3 separate regions of the Gossypium hirsutum genome follow, and all the other regions are linked to region 1. Evidence: chromatin contacts called from public Hi-C data. All regions are on one chromosome and are shown on one strand. Each heading gives the region's core, a stretch centred on a gene start, on an enhancer-like site or on the middle of the called end of the contact. The rest is flanking DNA. Distances are from core to core; before and after follow the strand shown.

Region 1 (4,380 bases), core at 1,354-3,853:
ACAGTAGAAATAGAAACCAAATTGTGCGTTGAGAAAATACTTGAAGTGCATTTGAACTGATGTTAATGCAACGGAGTGCGACACAATTGGACACTGTTATGGATGACAGCGTGGAACTTTGAAAATTCAAGTCAGCAAATCTGCATGGAAGAAATTATATATTATTATAAAAGAAAAAGAAGAAGATTGGAAATAAGAAGGGAAGTCAATAGAATAGCCATATACTTTCGACAATGAACCAGTCGAATTTTCTGCAAACGAGGAAGATCCAATGACACTGATGTCAACATGTGGCAATTATCAAGCTCCAACTCCTGCAACAGAGAGCAGAATCAGTACGGATGGCTAGAAATCTTTAATAGAGATAGCAAAGGCATCTGACAATTTATATATACACGAGAAAAAAGATTCAAACCTCCAACATATAACTATAAGCTATTGCAGCCATTGAAGCCAAAGTGATACCCTCGCAGTTGTCAAGCTTAAGAACCTTCAACATCGGTAGTCTTACAGACTTCACAAACAAGTAAATGCATCAAAATAAACCCAAAAAGCAACACCAATTAGATCTAAATTAACCATTTGCAAAAACAGACCTCAAGTGATATGTTAGGACAATATGACGAATTCAGAACATGAGGATTAGAGCAAGTGAGAGCTATTTCCCGCAATGGTTCATCGCTAACACAAGAACAATTTAACATGTCTAAAGACTCTAATTGGGGGCAAGAAGTCACTATCAAACGGATTGCTACATCTGTAAGTTTGTGGCAAGCACTTATATCAAGCAGATTTAAAAGAGGACAATTAAGGGCTGCCTGTGCCATATTACTGCGTTTCAAAGACAAACTTTTTAGTAGTGGGCACCTGCAAAAGATCAGATGTCAGCATAGAGAATGACCAGATTGACATCACAATATACTTTAAAATCAAATCAAGACTTTGTTTCACCTGATGGATATACGCATCACACGGCATTTAGTTAATTTCAGATCACATAATCGATCATGGTTAATAAGTACCTCTTGAACACCATCATCAAGAATAGCATCATTCACATCCAAACTCCTCAACATACTACACTCGGTCAACGCATGGAAAAAAGCATCACCTAGTTGGCTTTTTCCCAATGTTAAAGCCTCCAGATTTCTGCCAATTGGAAAATTTATTCAAATTAACAGGAGGCTATGCAAAATTCATTTTATTAGAGAACATAAAATATAGTGACAAAATATTACCATAACGAATAGACAGCTTTCATAACAAGAAGGTGGATAATTGGAGTTCCACTCAGATTCACTTCAGTGGCATTAGGATATCGTTGACACATGTCCTCAACTGCAAAATCAAAATGCAACATTATTGCAGTTCAGCATCAAATTTCATCACAACAATGGACTACTTTTGCTCATGCAAAATAATGTAATGAACAAACAATTAATAGAGATTGAGCTATTTATGAAGATCTGTAACATATGACGTGAGTATTCTCTTGCTCAGGAAGCAAGCACCAAACATGTTAATTCTCAATTTATAAAAGATAAAAGCGCAACTGATATATAATTGCATACTCATAAAGTTTTCTTATCTGAAAAAAGAAAGTGTCAAATTTAATCAATTTCTGAACTTCATTTGCTTGGAATACACTGTATAAACCAAATGAAAACGAAGTAAAGATATTAAGTAAATCTAAAACTCACATTTTTCAAGAGATCTACTCCGGTTTTCAAAGTTCAAACACCTCCAAAAATCCTCATGAGCACTAGCAGATCGCCACTGCCTACAAACCATGGCTGAGTTGCAAAGATTCCGATGATCCAAGAACGAGAACACCTGAAAACAGGAAAAACAAACAAAAAGGTTCAATAAGATTAAACAATACAAAAATTATAAAAAAAAACTAACATATAATGTAGATTATACAAACTGCCTACCATATGCAATAAATCGTCGGTCAGATCCATTCGAATTTCAGAATCTTCAGCTCTCAAATCACCCTCATTTTCCTCATCTTTCCCACCATTACCATCAAAACGATGCCCATCACTCCCACTATTCAACATGAAATTGTGATAAAATACCCCTTTATTGGATGAAATCGATGAGCATTGGTGGTTATTATACTCTCTCGGTACTAATGAGTAAGAAGTGCTCTCACTGCAGTGAAAAACTTTGCAGAATAAGTACCGCAACAAATTAATTTCTTAACTAATTTTGCCTACATTTGTCCAGTTAACTCACTGATAAACAGTGTAGACTTTGGCTCGTTTATGGTGCGAATCATGGTAGTCAGAATCTTCAACGGCAGTTGAAGCGGAGGCGCTAGTCTCACCCTGGGAAGGACGCGAGCAGCCAACCAATGGGAGCGACTTAGCATCAACCCAATTGCCACCGCACCTCATGGCGGCGGACATTTCTTCAAACAACAAGAATGTCTCGTCTCTCTGTCGTCGACTGTTAAGTGTTCTGTTTACGGAGAATGCAAATCGATCTGGGGCGACGGTGACACTGGCGGGAGCTTCTTCGTCGCCGTCATTTACAATATTCTCCTCAATGTCGTCAGCATTTGCCAAAAACCCTTCCTTCATGGTTGTCTTCTTCGTCGTCGATAAACCAGAGGCAGCATTAAATCCTCATGCACCAAACCCTCCACGAAAACAATATAAACCCCTAACTCACCACCTTACACCTTCCATCATCCACCCCCCCCCCCAAAAAAAAGAAAAAAAGCTCCGGCCTCTTAGGAACCCTAGAAAATTTTCAAAAAAAAAAGAAGAAGAAGATTTCGAAAGTTCAATCTTTTAGAAAATCCAAAGAAGAATCGATTGATACGTACGAACCAACAGACGGAGATGTAAAATATACAGAGAGGGAACGAACATCACCGGATCTGGTCTAGTAAAGTAAAATTCACTTCTTTTTTAGCAAGCATGAAAATAAACAAATGGACCGGCGCTAATTGATTAAATAATCTGAGTGATTTTTCAAAAAAAAAAAAGAAAAAGAAAAAAAGAACCCAATGCTTTAAGTTTTGTTAAGGAAAAATAGGTTAAAATTATTATTACTCCTCTCTTGTATAGATTTTGAGATTTTGCATTTATACTTTAAAAGTTAAAATTTAATCTTTTTACGTTTTTAATTTAAAAATTGTAAATTAAACATCATCGTCATTAATAGTTTTTATCAACATTTACTAATTTAATATTTTTTATTAATTATATTTCATATTATATGAGGACCACTTAATTAAAATTTTAAGTTGTAAATTTTAATAAAAAATACTTATAATTGAGATTTTTACATAAAAATAGAAGAACTAATTTTTAAACTTTTTAAATGTAGGAGCTAAACATTAAATTTAGTCTAAATATAAAAACTAATAGCAAATTTTAATGGAAAAATAGCATGAAATACAATTTTCAATTTTAACCGTTATAAAATTGAATTAAAATGTGTGATGAAAATTAAATTTAGTATCATTTTTAAAACATAGAAATATCAATTTAAACATAGAAATTTAATCCATACAACTGTAAGTAAAAGGAAGGCTAACACGTGTCCGACCGATTTTTATTTTTATTTTTTACATTTTAAATCTATACAATTATATATATAAGGGCCTTCCTCAACTGACTTGTGTCACATCAGTGTCTTTTTACATTTTAAATATGGTTCAAATTTAATTTTAGTCTCTCTATTATGCTTAAACTTGATATTTAATTTTTATATTTTAATTTCTAATATCATTTGATCACTATATTTTTATAATATTATTATTTAATCCAAATAATCAGTAATATTAATTTTTCCATTAAAATGTTAGCTTCTCATTTTTTTGGGTTTGACTTGCCTTTTTTTTAGTATTAAGACAATGGTCAAATTTTAGTTTTAATCATTTTATTATGTTGAAACTTAATATTCAATCTATATATTTCAATTTTTATGTAGCTTGGTCCCTCTACTTTGTAGTGTCATTATTTAATCTAAATAGTTAATATTATAAATTATTTCAATCAAAATGTTGGCGTCAATTTATTTTAAGAATACTATTCCAACAAAAGAAAAATTATTTTATCATAACAAATTCGAAGGCGTATTTTTATGAAAAAAATCTACTTCGGCATTTTCAATGTTATTTTTTGTTACATGGCTACCAGTGACAGAGCCAAAGGGGCAGGTAGGAGCCCAACCCCCTAAAATGGAAAATTTTCTATTTAGACAGTTTATAATTTATAAAATTTTAAATTAATAATAGTAAAATTACACTTTGGGCCCAAAAATAATAAAAATTTTATTTAATCCTTTAAAAATTATAAATATATAGTCTATTAAAATGGTAAATTACATCTTTACTATCGTAAAAATATACAATTTAATTTC
Region 2 (4,415 bases), core at 1,243-3,742, 310 kb after region 1:
CACAATATGCCATTCAATTTCATACCAAACCTCACTTTCACAAATCATCAATGTGGACACTTCCAATTATGCATCATTTTGCCTAAACTCATAAGCATGCCAATTCTCAAATATCAACCATTTACCACATCATTTGCATAGCAATTATCAACATAAGAAAAAGGCGATTTGCATATATATATACACAACCAAATCAACCAAAATAAGCCAAATCTCATGGCTATATACAAAGTCAAACACTAAACATTTACAAGCCAATCCAAATGGTTAAATTCATTACCAAACTATATACCAAAATGACCAAAGCTCCTATACATGCCATATATCCAAAAAACATAGATTTAAAAGTTCCAAAGTGATAGCTTGATAGTGTGATGAGGTCTCCGACGATTCCCAAATCCGAGCTAGCTTTGATTTCACTGTAAAACACGAAAAAATAAACAATATAAACTATAAAGCTTAGTAAGTTTGTATAAAAGTATAACGCAACTTACCATATATACACAATTTAAGAAATTTAAACATAATATAACATATCTCATAATGTTTCACCAACCTACCACATTTTCATTCACCAAGTTAATTATGAATTTCATAAATTTTCTCATTTCAATGCTTATACTGTTCATGTATATACTTGTACCGTCTCGTATCAAATTCATATTCAACCACATCTCTAATATACCCGTTGAACCATTTAGAATACTATCGGATACTTGGAATCTCGCACCCTAAGTGCCACATATATAGCCGAGGCTATCTCAATCTCATATCACATATAATGCTCACTCTCGAGCTATCAACAGGTCTGCTCACACAAGCTAACGGTCATGACGAAACTACACAGTACTGCTCACACAAGCTGACGAGTATCCGCAACACATGTTGGATAACTCAGCCACCGGTAGGACGTACGGACCAGCACCCAAATCACATAATCTCTAATTACATATCATTCGTATCCTAATCTCCTCCTAAGGTTCAACCAGGATTTCACTTTTTTCGAATCAACGTCAAATATGTCTGCAAGGTCGTATTCACAATTTATTCAATATTAAAACATTTAAAACACAATTATAATAATGTTTGTTAAAATACGAACTTACCTCGATTGCAAAAACGAAAAAATAAGTTAATTAGTCTGATACTTTGTTTTTCCCCCGATCTAAATCTGAATTTCGCTTTTCTTGATATGCTTAAGAAAATGTTGGCCGAATGCTCTCTCCCTTTCTCAACAACGGTGGATGATTCTTAGGTTAAAAATTATGAAGAAGATGATATTTTATTTCATCTTTTATTATTTACACTAAACTTATTTTATCTAATTACAAAATTAACCTTAAAAAATAATTCAATTTACAACATTACCAAACCATTATCATCGACTATCATATTATTGGCTATTTACCATATAAGGACTTTTACTTTAAGGTTCTATAGCTATTAGGCACCTTTAACTAATAGAACACAAGTTTTACATTTTTCGCGATTTAGTACTTTTTATCAAATTAAGCATTCAAACGATAAAATCTCTTAACGAAATTTTCACACAATCATACAATCATAATGTAGACATTAAAATAATAAAATAAATATTTTGATATCAGATTTGTGGTTCCAAAATCACTATTCTGATTTAACTAAAAATAAATTGTTACAGATAGTGAACCAATATTCCTATGCACCATCCTATCCTTCTTATTGACAACTTGTATCAACAATCCTCTTGAAACATTAGTAATAAGTTTTTTTTTTTAAAATTTAATGGTCAACTTCTATAGAAGCTCCCTATACAATACATTTTTAGTATGTTTAGTTCTTATAATATAAATTAATCATTTTTAGTGATTCTACTTTTTGGATATATACGTTTTCATTAATGAAGTAAACTCTTTTCGTTAATTTCTTCAAATTTAAAGCGACTTATTTTTTACAAGTGTGATGATATGTACTTCGACATTTTTTGCAATTAGATAAATATTGTAAATTTTCTCTTTTTTATCTTTCTAAATGTGAAAAAAAAAAGGAAGTTTAATTATACAAAGATATGTGTCACATCATAGCATTTTAAAAAATAAAAAATCACATAAAATTAACAAAAGAAAATAAACTTACCATTGAAAATACACATTGGAAAATAAAGAAATTTAAAATATTCAATTCATAGGACTAAATCATATATATAATAAAGAGATGACTTTTTTTATGCTAAACAGTTGTATTCCACTTGATTAAACTTTTAATGTTCACCAAAAAGACAATAAATTTTAAACAGCAAAACCACAAAAAAAAAAGGAAAAGCAAAATCAAAACCATAACCATAAATACAAAATTATGTCGTGAGAATCCAAACTGAACCATTTGGGGATTTCCTCTCCTTGGAGACCCTTCTTTCGTTCATTGCTCTATTTCCCCTGAAAGCCGATCATCCCTTCCCGTTAGCTCTTTTTTCTGTTCGCCAACGAATTTTTATCTGCTAGTTCCATCAGCTTTCCTTTTCACTGCTTATCCCACACCACTAGATCGATTGCCTTTTCCGTCGTGGTAATCGTCCTTATCCATCGGGAATATTGGCACTCGTGACCCAGACTGCCTTCTATCTCTCTCCACCTCCTTCATAACAAAACCTGGCACCTCATCAACTAGGTAAGTTGTTTCCCCCATTCTTAGTCCCACTGTAGCCAAGATGTGTGCCGATTCATCATATTAGATGGGGATTGCTTCTGACCCTCATGCATCACTCGATACCTCTCCAGTCAGATAGCACAAGCTAACACCTTTCATTGCTCTCTGGAACCCGTCTCTATCAAATAAGTTATCCATTCCTTATACTCTAAATTGCTCACCTCCTGTGGCCATGTAATACCCAACTTGTTCCAAATTTCTTTTGCAGCTATACATTCACGAAAAGCATGCTTAAGAGTTTCATCGGCGTTTAAGCATTTGGGGCCCTCTGTTCTATTCCCAAGTCTCCTAATAGCTAGATTACTTAGAGTAGGAATAATTTGTTAAAACTTTGTTTCCACGCCAACTTTGCTTCTTCTTCTTTTTTAAATAACTTCTCCATTCTTGATTTATCGCATAAATAGTATAAAAAAAGAGATTTTTTCTGGTTTTTTTATCGTAGATAATACAAAATTAATATTTGAATTCCTAAATGGTATGTCAATACCATTATTGACCGCATCCGAACGTATTAATGTCTAGAGTATGAATATTGTAACAAAAGATATATAAATGAGGCGATGTCTACAAATATACGAGTCAAGTTATAATATGGTTACAACAAAGTAAGTAAGTACTCCGAGAATCGTATTCAACGGATTACAATTTGGGGAAAATTGTTATCAAACCAATTACCGAAAATAATTACTAATCTACTTTTGAGTCATGAATTAGTAGTGTTAATATGGAAGTAAGATGATGATAATATTAATAAACTAAATAAATTTAATTAAACTTAAATCTACTCTTAAATTTATGTATCGACTTCTCATATCCTTTATTTCGACTATACGAGTTCCTTTAGCCTAGATTCAATTGTTTCGTCTAATTAATTATTGATGTAGAGCTCTGATCAGTCAACTAGTCATTACCCTAGTAGAATCTTTCGGCACGTCCACTAGAACAATGAGTCGGTAATAACTACTTATCTCTCGACCTCACAATCCAGACTGGTGCAGGGCTAAGGTGTTCATGGATAGGCCATATCAATTTTGGGTTAATTTTCACCTAAATGACTTCTTAGGGTCATCAAGCCTAGGTTGAAGTTCTTCCTCTCCCAAACAGCTAATCTGATAAGAAAATCCTACCTTTCAATCAATTAATAAGATTAATACATTTTAAACCTATGAAATATAGATAAAATATAAATTGATTATAATCTTTACACAAACATTCAACTAGCAATGTTAAGAAAGAGATATAAAGAATAGAATAAGGGAAAGAGATGCTCATGGATTTATTGATGAAAGCGTAGCTCTGTTACAATCTCCACTCCCAAAAGTCTCACTTCGGAATAGGATTCTCCGGCTACAATAATATAAAATAACCTAAGTAAAAACTAAAAACAAAATAGAAACCTTAAGCATATTTTTTGTCTCCCTAAAATTGTATGTTTAAGCTGATTACAATAGTCTTTATTTAGGCTAAACTAGAAATATTAAAGTGCCTAAAATATTCTTGAAGTCCTTAGTTAGTTTGAGATTTTTAACAACATTTTTACATGTTTTATATATTTTGTGTAGAAAAAATATTATTTAATGTTATTTGAATGAATTAGATTTAAAGATCGCATGTTGAATTTTTCGTATGTATAATAAAATAAAAAATTTATTTTTGTAATTGTAATTTTTTTGTGAACCAAACTATTTAGTATTTTTGTAATGATATAATTTTGATATTATTTTTCTATT
Region 3 (4,418 bases), core at 879-3,378, 380 kb before region 1:
CAGATGTGAGAAAAAGGAAACTTATCTCGAAGCAGTTGGCAGATACAGCAGAACCATGATATCAAAAATAAATATTGCAGAGTATAAGTAAGGGAAATCACCGGCTCGTCAAAGAATGAAGCATCCCATTTAAGCCCAGGGTTAAGAAGTGAGACCTACAAGGCAAGGCAAATATAAGGACCAACAGATCTTAGCAGATTGATTCCATGATGCTATATTAAGAAAACTAAATCTCAGCTTTCAAACCACAAGGAAAGAAAGAATGAAAGAAAGAAAGAAATTTCTCACTGCACTAATGATAAATGCAACAATTGATCCAAAACCCACAAGAGAATTCATATTGGGAGATCCTTTCTTGAATGCCAATAATCCATCAACTAGCAAATCTGCAAAACATTTTTTGAGAACTTTGATCAAAGTCAATCTTTACTCCCCGGTCACTACAGCATTAAGACACTTTAGAAAGAGTTTTGCTAGTAACTGCCTAAAGACCAAGGAATATCTTCCTTAAATATGGGTTTTGTTTGGAAAATTAGCTATCAAAATAGTTTAAATTGTGAGATAAAACACATTTAAGTATAACTAATATTATTACACCCAAGATTTTACATTAAAAAATATTTATAAAATATATCAATAAATTATTATCAGTGGAGTGACAAGGGTCTTTTATATGAATTTGTTGGTCTTGTGGTCAATTTGCAAATAATTTTTTTTAGTTATTTTATTTGAATTTTATATAAGAGTATGAAAAGATGAAAACACTTTTAAAGTAATACTGATTACCCTTTAAAGTAAAGGTATTTTAGTAACTCACAGCCTGACACCAACTCAATCAGCCACTTTATATATACTATAGATAGATATTATGATTATTTTTCAAATTCATGAATTTGTGGAGGTATTTTTCACGGTGAATTTGAAATTTCTAAAGGCATTTGTGAATTTGACATGCAAGTTTCTATACATTTCAAATACATATCATATTAAATATTTAACTAATTTATGGTATGCAATTCATCCTGACAACTTATATAACAAACCAAATATAAATCCAAAATTTTCTAATTCATATATCCAAACATAGAATTTTTTACATGCCGCCTAAATGTTAATGCATGTGAAAATAAGGGATAAAACAACAAACCTCTTCCTGGACCCAACAAAGCCGTTAAAGCCAATCCTCCTTTGACATAAGAATTATGAAGGATTTCCAGAAACGATCCTGAATCAAACATAATTAAACCATAGGCGTCATTATCACATATCAAATTTAAATAAGAAATTGAATTGCATTAAATTAAATTACCATGGCCGAAATGAATCCCTGGGGAGTGCAAAATATGTGAAGCATGAGCTCCACAACAAAGCGCCACCAAAGTCCAAGCAAAAGCCACTCGATTCCTACTCTTCACCAACAATTCCTCTTTCTTCTTCAACATTTCCTGCCACTTCCTCATGTTCTCCGCGATTCCAGTCCCCGAAACCCTCATCTTAGCCATGAACCCGCACTCGCTCACCCTCTGAGCTATACTCTCCGCAACACTCTCCGCGGTTTCCCTCTCCATCACCTCCCGCTTCAACTTGATCGCCGCCGTCTCGGTCAACAAGTTGACCACTACTGATTCGACTCGCTCGTCGGAAGAGATAACCGATTTGACTCGGGACACACATCCGCCGCACATCATCCCGTTGACATCGAGGAGAACCGACGGGTCTTTAAGCTTCTGTCCTACCGGCTGTATAGATGATTCCTCCGACTCTAATCTAGTCTCCAGTGAACTGAACAAGACGAATCCAGGAGTTGACCGAGGCTGACAATGGAAACGACCGCGAGGGCATCGTTTTAGCAAGCCAAAGCGGTCAGCTTTGAGTTTCGCGCCATTACCGAGAGAGAGCTTTGGCCGATTTAATACAGTGAGTCTTAACAGATCCCCCGCCATTGCCATTGTTTGTTCGCATAAGGAGTTTCTTTTTTTCTTAGAAAAAAAAAAGGATGACCAAAGAAATGCACTGAGAAAGATTTGAAGACAATGATGTTGATCCTTGTTGAAAGTTGAAACGCAGAGGACCGTAGCTGAATTTCCTTTTAGAACATTATCCAATTATAATCCGCCATGTAATCTTGAAACTGTATCCGCACGTTTTTTTGTATGCTATTATTGAACTGAACTTCACCTAACCTTGTGGTCGAAATTCGACAACAGCAATTGAGATATTCAATTTACTTAAAATTCCAAAACGCTGCGTTTTAATCCATTACACTTGGGGCTAGGTCACCATTGTTAAAAATTGCTTTTCAAAACGATACGATTTGTTAATTTCAAATGTTGTTCACTGTTATTAAAAAATATATTTTTTAAATATGATATTGGAACTTAAAAAATAAGTTAAATAGTATTTAAATAATTTAATAATTTAATATATAAAATATAAAATTTAAATAGTTTTAAAGCAATTAATATAAATTATTTGTAAACTTTAATTTAAACATATAAACTATATTAGAGAAAAAAAAATTTTATTAATTTACATGCTCATTGCTCTTGTTTTAGAATAATTTACATGTTCATTGCTAAATGCTAAGTTCAAGCTTAAAAATATATTTGAATGATATGGATTCATTTAGTTGTATATTATGTCACAATCAATTAAATTTCAATTTGTTGGGATGAAATAAATGAGGATATTTTGACAATTTTACATTCACAAGTCAAAAGCCAAAAGCTTTATTTTTTTAGCTTTTGAGGTTGAGTCTAAAAGCTAGTAAAATGTAACGATTTGGTTTCTAGTAGTATTAGAAAATGTAGTTTTAGAATTTCGTTTTCGTAAACTAAATCCGTAATATTTAATAGAGATATTTGTAGAGTTATTGTATTGATTAATTGAAATTTAGTTAAGTGATTTAATCGAAATTGTGAGTAATTAAGGCTTAGGGACTAAATTGTAAAAGTCTAATTACTATATATTTTTAATTAGAATAAGGCTTGGAGACTTAAATTACAATTAACCAAAGGACTATAATAGAAAACATACCGATTTTAAATATATGTTAGTGGGCATTGATGGATGGCGTCATTTACTTAATTTAATTATTTATTAAGCTTAAATAATTAAGGTTAATTTAATTAAACTAGTTTAATTAAATTAAAACCATAGTATAAAATGCAATTAGAGGAAAGAGAGATGAGAGTTTCATCTTCTTCATCTCAACAAAAAAGAAACATAAAAGGAAAACACTATTTTTGCTAACTTTGAAGCTCTTGGCTAAATAAGTCCCTAGTCATTTTTTATTAATTTTTATAGATTTGAGGTCATAGGGGCTTGAACTAGCTAACACATGTATTAAATTGTGAAACTGTCAATGTTTTATAAAGTTTCCATAGTTGAGAAATTGATGAAATTTGTGAGAATTTGATAGAAATTAAGATTAGTTTAAAAAGGACTAAATTGTAAAGTTTAATTAATAGTTTGTACAATAGGGATCAAATTGAATAAAATGAAAAACTATTATGAAATCTTGGTAGGAATAGGAAATAGAAGGTCCCTAATGAAAATAGGTGAAATCGAATTTTAATTTGAGGGTTTAGATTGAAAGTTATGCTTGTCTCGGGTTTAGAGACTAAATAGAATAAATTGCAAAATATGTGTGACTTTGTAATTGGTTGTGATTTGAATTGGAATTTGATGTTGTGTACTCTTGGATTATTATTCGTAGCTAAAGACGACGCAGGGCCGTCAAAAGGGAAAAGAAAGACGAGAGCCAACAACAAGTAACTTGAGTCTTCGGTTTGTATTTCTATTATTTGAATCATTTTAATTGTTTCATATTTATATTGTTTTGCATAGTATGATATTGAGGTGAGTTGAAATTGATTATTTGATTTGAATTATTATGATTGAGATTGCTTGTTGAAATAGAGGACTAAATTAAACAGAACTGAAACTAGTGTAACTTGATAAAAATATGAAATTGGCCTTGAATTGGATTGAATCATGTTATGTTATGTAATGAAATGATGAATTGGATAATTAGTTACCCTATTAACTTGATGTCCACGAAACCAACTAAAAATGCAACAAAAGTAAATGCACCTATCGATAAATATCGTTCCCATAAGGACTAAAAGTACTAGTAATTACCGTCTTTCTATTATTTAACTGACAAATTGAAGTGATTGAATTAAACTAAAATTAACTAAATTAATTAACTAAGAACTCGGCAAAGAACAAATCGGGAAAATAATTGAATAATAACCAGGAAGCAAAACAATATCCATGAAAGAATCCACCTAAACTGCATTTGTCATTATCAATCTAAATTAAAAAATTTATTCACTTAATATCTTGATCCATAGAAATCCCTAAATTATGTTAATATCTTCAAGACTAAAAACAACTGACTCTAGGTTGATTAA

The links. A called contact is a pair of places that touch in the nucleus more often than the background predicts.
Region 2: a Hi-C map of leaf shows a contact between it and region 1, with 2.9 times the contacts expected there. The contact joins two enhancer-like sites. A contact is called at or near these places in 6 of 34 Hi-C or Micro-C datasets (leaf and petal).
Region 3: a Hi-C map of leaf shows a contact between it and region 1, with 2.0 times the contacts expected there. The contact joins the promoter of LOC107962848 here to the enhancer-like site in region 1. A contact is called at or near these places in 6 of 34 Hi-C or Micro-C datasets (leaf and petal).

What each region holds. Positions count from the first base shown.
Region 1 is chrA06:26,460,689-26,465,068 of Gossypium_hirsutum_v2.1, reverse strand. It overlaps the pseudogene LOC107959998. Among protein-coding and RNA genes, the nearest start is that of LOC107959996, 17 kb to the left of the region's middle. Within about 2 kb of position 2,603, at least 5 of the 9 cell types and tissues checked have an H3K27ac peak or open chromatin away from gene starts, as enhancers often do.
Region 2 is chrA06:26,146,663-26,151,077 of Gossypium_hirsutum_v2.1, reverse strand. No RefSeq gene overlaps it. Among protein-coding and RNA genes, the nearest start is that of LOC107963569, 5.9 kb to the right of the region's middle. Within about 2 kb of position 2,492, at least 5 of the 9 cell types and tissues checked have an H3K27ac peak or open chromatin away from gene starts, as enhancers often do.
Region 3 is chrA06:26,835,220-26,839,637 of Gossypium_hirsutum_v2.1, reverse strand. It overlaps LOC107962848 (copper-transporting ATPase PAA2, chloroplastic), which reads right to left and starts at 2,128. Exons shown (of 18, transcript XM_016899391.2): 1 at 1,310-2,128; 2 at 1,148-1,225; 3 at 289-386; 4 at 102-155. The coding sequence starts at 1,949.